Regions from separate parts of the Sus scrofa genome. Here all the other regions are linked to region 3. A link is a contact called in public HiChIP or PLAC-seq and promoter capture Hi-C data. All regions are on one chromosome and are shown on one strand. Each heading gives the region's core, a stretch centred on a gene start, on an enhancer-like site or on the middle of the called end of the contact. The rest is flanking DNA. Distances are from core to core; before and after follow the strand shown. Region 1 holds the start of CHCHD3 (coiled-coil-helix-coiled-coil-helix domain containing 3). Region 2 holds the start of EXOC4 (exocyst complex component 4). Region 3 holds the start of SLC35B4 (UDP-xylose and UDP-N-acetylglucosamine transporter).

Evidence for each region. Promoter capture Hi-C pulls out the DNA fragments that hold promoters and counts their contacts. HiChIP or PLAC-seq counts read pairs in DNA pulled down with a chosen protein or histone mark.
Region 1: a contact with region 3 is called in a promoter capture Hi-C map of liver, with 12 times the contacts expected there. The contact joins the promoter of CHCHD3 here to the promoter of SLC35B4 in region 3. A contact is called at or near these places in 2 of 5 promoter capture datasets (fetal liver and liver) and 1 of 2 datasets of contacts at active chromatin or transcription factors (alveolar macrophages).
Region 2: a contact with region 3 is called in an H3K27ac HiChIP or PLAC-seq map of alveolar macrophages. The contact joins the promoter of EXOC4 here to the promoter of SLC35B4 in region 3. A contact is called at or near these places in 1 of 47 Hi-C or Micro-C datasets (heart right ventricle) and 1 of 2 datasets of contacts at active chromatin or transcription factors (alveolar macrophages).

What each region holds. Positions count from the first base shown.
Region 1 is chr18:16,051,323-16,054,155 of Sscrofa11.1, forward strand. It overlaps CHCHD3 (coiled-coil-helix-coiled-coil-helix domain containing 3), which reads left to right and starts at 1,317. Exons shown (of 8, transcript NM_001244176.1): 1 at 1,317-1,561. The coding sequence starts at 1,481.
Region 2 is chr18:15,905,404-15,908,125 of Sscrofa11.1, forward strand. EXOC4 (exocyst complex component 4) reads right to left here and starts at 1,331. Exons shown (of 18, transcript XM_021078821.1): 1 at 1,180-1,331. The coding sequence starts at 1,265.
Region 3 is chr18:14,878,904-14,881,934 of Sscrofa11.1, forward strand. SLC35B4 (UDP-xylose and UDP-N-acetylglucosamine transporter) reads left to right here and starts at 1,419. Exons shown (of 10, transcript XM_013985613.2): 1 at 1,419-2,199. The coding sequence starts at 2,123.

The sequences.
Region 1 (2,833 bases), core at 67-2,566, 1.2 Mb after region 3:
ACGATTCCTTGGTAAGATGCCCTAGAACCTGGGAAACAAGACACAGCTGTGCTTCAGGAAGACCAGGAGTTTTGATTGAACTTGACGTTATAAAAATTGCAGTTAGGAGTTTCCATCGTGGCCCAGTGGGAAGTATTAATAATAGTAATTACTAAGTATTAATAATAGTAATAATAGTAATAGTGGGAAGTAATAAATTCAATACTCTGCCACTGACCAGAGTTAGAGGTGAAAAAGACATAGTCTGTGCCCTACAAATTTCTACAGGAAAAAATCAGCAAATAATTGGAGTTCAAAAATGTTAATACATTTTTGTGTATACCTTTGCCATGCTGTTTTGTGGCTGGCTGCCTTTAATGTTGAAAAGGACTCTCTGAGGATAATATCATCGCTAACGTAAATCCTAAAGAGAGTACATATGCCTCTGTAAGACTAAGGTCATATGGGTAAACTTACATGTCAGAGAGTATTTAGCAATAAAATTTTGAAAATACATATGTAGATAATTTAAGCATTATTTATGTAACTTGTAGAGGTGAAATACTGACCTAGAAATAAAACTCCTCAACTTTGTTGTAGTTTCAATTCCTCCACTAATTAATGCTGTATTTGTCAATCACTTTCCTCTACCTCCTCCTCTTACGGTCTAATATAAGCTAATGTAATCGAAGTGGAAGGAGACACAGAAAAGTGAATGCATTGCATGCAAATAATTAATTTTTTCTGCTTTCTCACATGGAGATTTGAAAACCATAGTATTTAAAATTTTATTTTACGAAAAAGAAAAAAATGCATAGCTCACGAAATAAAGCTATAGGCCAAATACAACGGCGTTTTGTTCTGTGGTTACTTGCAAAACTAAAATAAAGACTACACTTTGCCTCAGGGATTTGTTCACAGGGATCTAGGAATGGTTGCATTAGGAGAGTGCACCTCCCTTAAGGAACTGTGAGTTCCTTTAGGAACGAGGTTGTATCTTTCAACTCCTAGAATACTACCTTCAAAGTGTGCTTTCTTAAACTTCCTTGTAAGTTGCTAAGTTAGATGTCTCTTCTGCGGCAAGACCACAACTCCCAGAAAGCCATGTTCTTACGGCGCTCACCGAATAAAGGCGAGAAAATCCCAGCACCCATCGCGCCAGATGGAGACTACAATTCCCACTATAGCCAGGGGCTCCGGAAATCTGTCGAACACCACCTGTTGCCATAGCATCCGGGTCTGCACCAACCAATCCGAGAGTCCTTGTCCAGTAGAGGCGGGCCGTTTGTATTTTCGGCCAATAAGAGGCATTTTTGTTTTGGCGCGTGACCGGAGGAGGCGGGAGCTCAGGACCGGCGCCTTCTCCTTGCTTCTTGGGGTCGTGGCCTTGCTCCCGCTGTGCAAGGCGAGAGTCCGGGCGCGTCCACGCGCGTGTGTGCGCGTGGGACCTTTAGAGTTCGTGGGTCCGCGCTAGGTCTCTCTGGGGGCAGAAGCAGAAGCTATGGGCGGGACGGCTAGCACTCGTCGGGTCACCTTCGAGGCGGACGAGAATGAGAACATCACCGTGGTGAAGGGCATCCGGGTGAGTGACAGTGGGCGGGCGGAGGGCCGGCCCTTGGACTCGGACCCCTTACCTCTGCCTTCTTTGGGTCCCGCTCAGCCTGGTTTTCCCCGTCTGGCATCCCTAGTCTTTTCATGCCCGAAGCCGAGTTGCTTGCGAAGAAGTTTGAAGTTTTTCAAGACTTGGGACATTCATTCAGAGATATTTCCTCGTTGTGTGCCAAGTGCTGGGCACTGTGCTGGAGCGGCTGGGGGGATGCTAGATTGACCTAGACCCTCCAGGGGCTCAGAGTCCAGTCTAGACTGTATTGCTTAGTAGTTGTGGAACTTTATTTGAACCCCTGCCTTACTGTACTCATCTGTGAAATGGGGCTTGTCTTACTTCTCCTGGGTTCAGGACACACACCCTGCTTTTGCATTGCCCACATCACTTCTCTGTGGTTGAATTGGCGTTTTAATGAACCCTTCAACTGCTGTCTCTCATTTAGTACTCCCACTGACGGGGGACGGCACTCAGTCCCTTAACACACACCTTAGATTTTCTGCCCTGGCTTGGGTGAATTCTGGTTTCTCCCTCCTTGCACTTGACATCTTGTCTTTCCCAGGCGCCTTCTCTGTTAGCCTGCCATGCCTAAGTTTTGGACTGGGCCCAGTTGCTTCAAGAGTAGCGTCCGCCAGCCCGATAGGACTTGAGATAGGATTGCAAGTTTCCATACCACTAGAAGTAGTACAGTCAGGTCTCACTGAGACATTGGAGAACATTTTTAAATGCCCTTGCGTATGCCTGATCCATAAACTGAAAACTTGATTTTTCTCTAGGATGTCAGTATACCAGCACTAACTTCATTAACACGGGCTTCCGCAGCGCCAGAATTGGGAGCGTCACATTTTTGGAAGTAGGATACCTGAGCCTTGTAAATAAAGCAATTTGACTTAAGGAAGTTTTATACTGTTTTCTGTTTTTTTTTCCCTCTGGTATTACACATCTCGCATAAGTAAATGAGTAAATTATTTTTTGCATTGGTTACTAGGAATTAAAACTTCTTAAATATTTAAGGTGTTAAAAAACTTCTTACTTTGGAACTGTTAACTTGAGAAGAATTTAAGTTTTTTCTAGAAACTCAGGCTTTTGAACTCAATTTTTGGTCTTTGACCAGCATTTTCTTATATTAATTGATGATGGGTGGTACCATGGCTTGTAGTAGAATATCTGAGACTGCATTCTTTGTGTTGTGTGGTTTAGTTGGTACTCTTTGGAGTAAAATAAACATTTCTGTAAATTCTTGGTTTGTGC
Region 2 (2,722 bases), core at 81-2,580, 1.0 Mb after region 3:
TTACAATACCTGGGTATCCTCACAGCAAAACTGTGGGTCCACAAGAGAATAGCATTTCCTCTGTATGGCCCACCAAGTATATTAATGTTTTCATACAGAGAAGAATTATCCTCTTAATCCTAAAGAAAATTTAGTAATAATGATGTAATATGCCATAATCTTAAATTAAAGGCCTCCAAATAATACCCATGAGAAGGATCTTTATTAGTCCTTGAGCAGCGGGCTCTATTCGATCTGTTCATTCATTCAAATGCTGATTAACTACCAAGTCAGTTGGGCCTGGGTTTTAAAAAGATCATCAGGACACTCCAGGAGCCCTCCAGGAACACAACCAAAGCTTTGGGGGTTCGGGGGAAGGGATGTTTTATGAAAAATACGTAAGTTGAAATTCAAATGCCAACAACGTAAAAACGTGTCACAATACGTTTTATTCAGGTTGTTTTAGTTATTCCCTGTATCATCCTTACGGGTGTTTAAAAGGGCCCTCCATCCTTAATTTATTTCACTTGCAGAATAAAGGGCCCTTAAAAGGTCGACCACTCCTATCCCCACCATATAGTCTGGGAAAATGCTATGCATATTTAGGATAACTTGAAATCTGCTTTGTTTTGTTTTTTAAGAAAAGACTTGGATAAGAAGGCAGAACAATAATCAAACACGGATATGCATGCCTTCAAACCCAGAGTCCTCCTACCAGCTCACTACAGGCTCGTTCTAGTATGAGGCTGTGGCCATTCACAGGTGGTTGGAGGTGTCCAACACGTGAGAACACAATTGGCAACTCGTGACTGGAGTCTCCGGACGCCAGGGCCTGACACCCAGAAAAGCGGAGGCGCCTTCCACAGTGAGCGCCGCTGAAGGCGATCAGTCAATAAATGTATGACAAAGTGAACACACCTGGCTTTCTCTACCGAGCCCCAAACAGCGTGATTTTAGGGCGTGGGCCCTAATGGAAAGCTCTGGCCCTAAATTAGGAAAACAGTGCAAAGCCGGGCTCCTCCCCCTAGCCCAACCCCAGAGAAAAGGAGGAACTCTGGGAGCCCTTGGAAGGGGCTCGGGGGGGAGGCAAGGAGGGAGAGGAGGGGTCAGCAGAGTGGAACCCAGCTAACCCTTCTCCCTGCCAAAGCGGAGATCGAGCCGCTGCCCCCAGTCCCTGACCCTGTCTCCTGCCTCCCTCACCTGATCACAGAGATGAGCAGCCCCGAGGGGTCTTTGCTTTTGCTGACTGTGCTTCTGTATTTCCCACCAGCTCCTTCTGCCGCCATCTTGGTACTCGGGGGGAGAGCGGGTGGGTTGGAAGGAACCAAGCATAAACTCTGTAATTGACGTCTCTGGGCAGTGTACCAATGGGAGGAGAGAAGTCCAGAGTCGCGGAACTGGATAATCCAATCGCTGAAGGGAGAAGGCAGGACTGAGGCAGTAAGTTTCAGAGCCCGACGCGCTCTCTAAGCATTCTGGGAATTGTAGTTTCCTTCTGTAGTTCTTGGGTTCACAGGGAAAGTAATCCAGCTGCGATGTCGTGAAGTTTCCTAATGTCTTCATTTACATTTATTCTGATCCTGGGTTTTGTCCCAGTATTCTTGTTTTTAGAATTTTATGAGTTTTTACATCAAGTTTATTTGAGGAAGCCAAAGTGCTTATGTAGGTTGTATATTCAAGTAGTGTCTATGCTTGGTGTCTGTATACAAAGTTTTTATTTTAAACAAAAGAAGTTTTAAAAAATGCAATAAAATGGAAAATGAATAGACACAGAAGTGCTTTTCTTTAGAATTCTCTAAAAAAACTAAATATTTGTGCATTCGTTTAATGTGTGAATTCAATTATTTTATATTTCCAGATAATCCTAAAAAATATGCAAGCAGGAACACACAAATGAATGTTGATAAAGAAAAGACAAAAATACCAAGAAGGAAAAGTGATCAGACTGCAGATTCCCCTTCTTCCCAAGCTAAATTAAGCATAGTTGGTAATGATGCACAGTTGTGTTTTATTAATATTTTTACTGGGATGATTTCGTATGCCCTGCATATGACTCTACTGGCTTACTCATTAATTCAGTAGATTAAATGAACAACAGTCACAAAAAAAAAAAAAAAAGATTAGAGTAAGAATGGAAAGTGCATAAATCGAGGAACAAGATGAAAACTAAGGAGTTCCCTTGTGACTCTGCAGGATAAGGATCTGGCATTGTCACTGCTGTGGCATGAGCTCAATTCCTGGCCCAGGAACATCCCCATGCCAAGGGTGAAGGCAAGAAGAGAAAGAAGAAAAATAAATATTGAGAAGGAGAAGGTAGTGGTCTGCTTAGTAGCACCAGAGAGAAAAGAACTTCAGAGATGAATAGAAAGCAAACTCAGAGGTCCTAGAGTTGCAAAATAGCAAGCACATAGCAAATCCACTACTTTGATTAGGCATATATAAGCTAATAGATTTTTTAAAATAAGTTGGAAACATCATTTTTTTAAAAGTTCCTTGCCTTTAGCCCAATAATTCTGGTGCAAGGGACTTTGATACTAAAGAGAGATACAAAAAAATATTGAAATTTTTAAAACATAGAAGTATTAAGTTACGGAACATCCCCATGAGGATACAACATATATAGCAACTAGAGATGATAATTTTAGTGGCTTTTAATGAAGGGAAGTTGTTGAAAGCAGGCTATAAAATTAAAGAACTCACAGGGGAATTCCCTGATGGCTTAGTGGCTAAGGACTGGGCACTT
Region 3 (3,031 bases), core at 169-2,668:
TGACTCCAGCTTTAGCTGACATCTGGCCACAACTGTATCCAAAATCCCAGTGGAGAATGGACTAGCTGTGTGTTGAACATTGTAAACAAACAGAACTGTGTGTGACAGAGAAAGGAGAGAGAAAGAGAGAGGGAAAAATCTCTCTGTTCTGTATTACATTTTGCATCATCACGTTTTGGGGTTGTATGTCACACAGTCCTAGATTATTGGAACAGACATCTTGGAATAGCAGGGTGACATGAAGAGTTTGAGTCTGTTTTTGGAAACTGTGGAGACAGCATGGAGAATGGGTTGAAGAAGGCAGCGGCTGAAGGTGCCAAGATATGCTAGGAGGACTTGTGAGGAGGATGAGAGGACGTGGATGGAAACTGAGAGGGGAGGCTGGATTCATAGAGATACTTGTGAGGCAGAATGGACAGGATGTAGTGATAAATGTATAATGGGAAGGAAAAAAACCCTGTGAATATCTCTCAGGTTTTTTTTCCCAAAGAGAACAGGTGGGGGATAATGTCCTTAATAGAAATAAGGGCCTATTTGGGAAAATGAACAGTATATGCTGGATGTTGAGGGATTTACAAGGATATATTAGTGAAAATGGCAAATAAGCAGTTGGACACATTGATTCAAAGCACACAGGAGACTGGAGCTGTACATCTACATACATGTAAGATCACAGTTACATACAGTGATGGATGAAGTTACAGAGATGAGGTCATCAATAGAATGGGTTCAGGACAACAGTAGGAGGGGACAAGTGATAGAACTTTGGAAGGAGACTTCAGTAGGCAGAAGAGGAAAAGCCCAAAAAGAAATCTGAAAAAGTTAAGTCAGAGAAGTAGAAAGAGCAACAGGAGACTTGCGTCTTCTAAGCGGATAGACAAGAGACTGTCAAGAGGATGGGGCTTTCATTGTCAAAAGCTTTTGCAAGATCAAATAAGGTGAACTTGTGGTATATGGTTTTGACAATTGAGATCATAGAGACTCTAAATGAGACCACTTTCTATAATCTGGCTTTGATCAGAGTAAAAAGCAGAGATTGTGACTCTAGCTTACTTTTAAAAGATATCTAGTGTTAAAGTGAAAGAGAAGGACAAGTTAACTTATTTGAGCATGATTGTAGACTAAAGGAAAAAGCCTAGATGGCTGGTTGGCTGGCACAAAGTCCCCGAGCCACTAAGCGGGGGGGATAGAAAAAATCTCTAGAATTAACCGTTTTATAGGCTCTTCAAAGGGTGGTCGACAAGTCTGTAGCATCTCCACACCTGGGAACTTGTTAGACATGCAGAACCTCAGGCCCCACCGCAGGTCTACTGAATCAGAGTCTGCATTTTAACAAGATCTCCAGGTGACCATAGTTTTTAATCCTCACAACAGCCAGGTTAAGAGGGGCATTGCTGTTTCCGTCTTCACCTATGCTGAGATGGAGGCTCAGAGCAGTTGCCTGAGATTGCTCAGCTGATTAGTGGCTGAGCCAAGATTCAATCCCAGAACTTCCTGAGTTCTATATTCTTTTCAAAAGGAAGTTCTGTGGCATTTCTACTTTCTCCCAACTCAGGAGATCTTTCAGATACCAGAACACCTCCAACGGATCAATCAAACACGGGCCTGTAGTTCTAATGCCTTCAGCTGCGAGTTTATTGTGAAAGTGATGTACGAATCCCTTTCGGAGTTCTTGGCGATCTCTGAAGAGACAACAGTGACAGCGTTGCAACTTCACTTCCCAGAAAGCCCCGCGCCTTCCTACTGCGCGAGGCATGACGGACACCTTGCCCCTCTCTCCTCTCCGGTGAAGCAGCCCGACGCAGGCGGGGTACGTCACAGTTTGACGCAGGGGCGCGCGGCATCCTGGGAAGTGTAGTCCGGTCCGGACTTGAACGCCCCCTCGGATGAATGGGTCTACGGCAGGCTGCGAACCACAGTTCCTTGGTCGGCCGCGTTAGTGACGGCAGCGGGGAGAGGGGGAACCGCTGCGGCCCGGAGGAGAGCAGCACTCTGGGACGGTGGTGATGTTCAGTGCCGTGGCGAGGCAGCATCCCGGCTTTCTAGGGTAGCGGTATAGGCGGGCGCTTTCTCCGCGCGCTTGCTTCCTCCGCGCGCTCGCTCTCTTTCCCCTGCCCCGGCCATGCACCCGGCTTTCGCCGTGGGCCTGGTTTTCGCAGGCTGCTGCAGCAACGTGGTCTTCCTAGAGCTCCTGGCCCGGTGAGTGACCGCATTAAAGAAGCCGGAAGAGGGACGCCTCCGCGCGCCGTCCCCCCGGCCGCTCCCCAACTCCGGGGGCGCGGAGGCTGGGGTGAGACCGCTGAGTTGGCTGCAGTCAGCCTGAGCACCGTCTGCTCTTCCCACCCAATAGTTTCACAGCATACCTCGAGGGGAACTCTAGGCTTGTTGCTTTCGTCACCCCTTTTTCACACTCCAGGGGATCGAAGCCGGGTGTTTTTCTTCCAAGGTCGGCAGGGCGCTCGTGGCAGACTCCAAGGTTCCTCCAGTTAATGCTACACTTAAGACTTGAGCAAAGCTTGGACTTAAAAAGTCTGATTTGGTACACACGCCAAAGAAAGTTTCCGTTGTATTAAAGTGGCCTGCAAAGCATTTCTTTAATTGGCCTCAGGTGGTTATGGATACTTTGCCCAATATACCTTAGGGAGGAGGTAAAACGAATTCTTATTTATGCGGAAGCTCGGTCCATTTGACCGGAGATAACATTTCCAACATTAAGATACTGAATTAGAAAATTTTCATTTTGAGGTGTAACTTCTTATAATAAATTAAGAAGGGTTCTGACACTTCCTCAAAGGGACACTAGGGTAGCTTGGAGATGGCACGCAAATACTGTTGAGTAATAATGTGCAAAGTTCATTGAGTAGAAGCTGTTACAGCAAAGGCAACAAGTGGATTGGAAAACGCTCATGACTGAAAATCTCAGTTATGACTTTCAGTCTTTAGCTCTGTCATCCCCTAGCTGTGTGACCGTTTCAAGTTATTTAGCCTTTCTGGGCTTCCTTTTGTCCACCTGTAGAGTAATATCTACGGT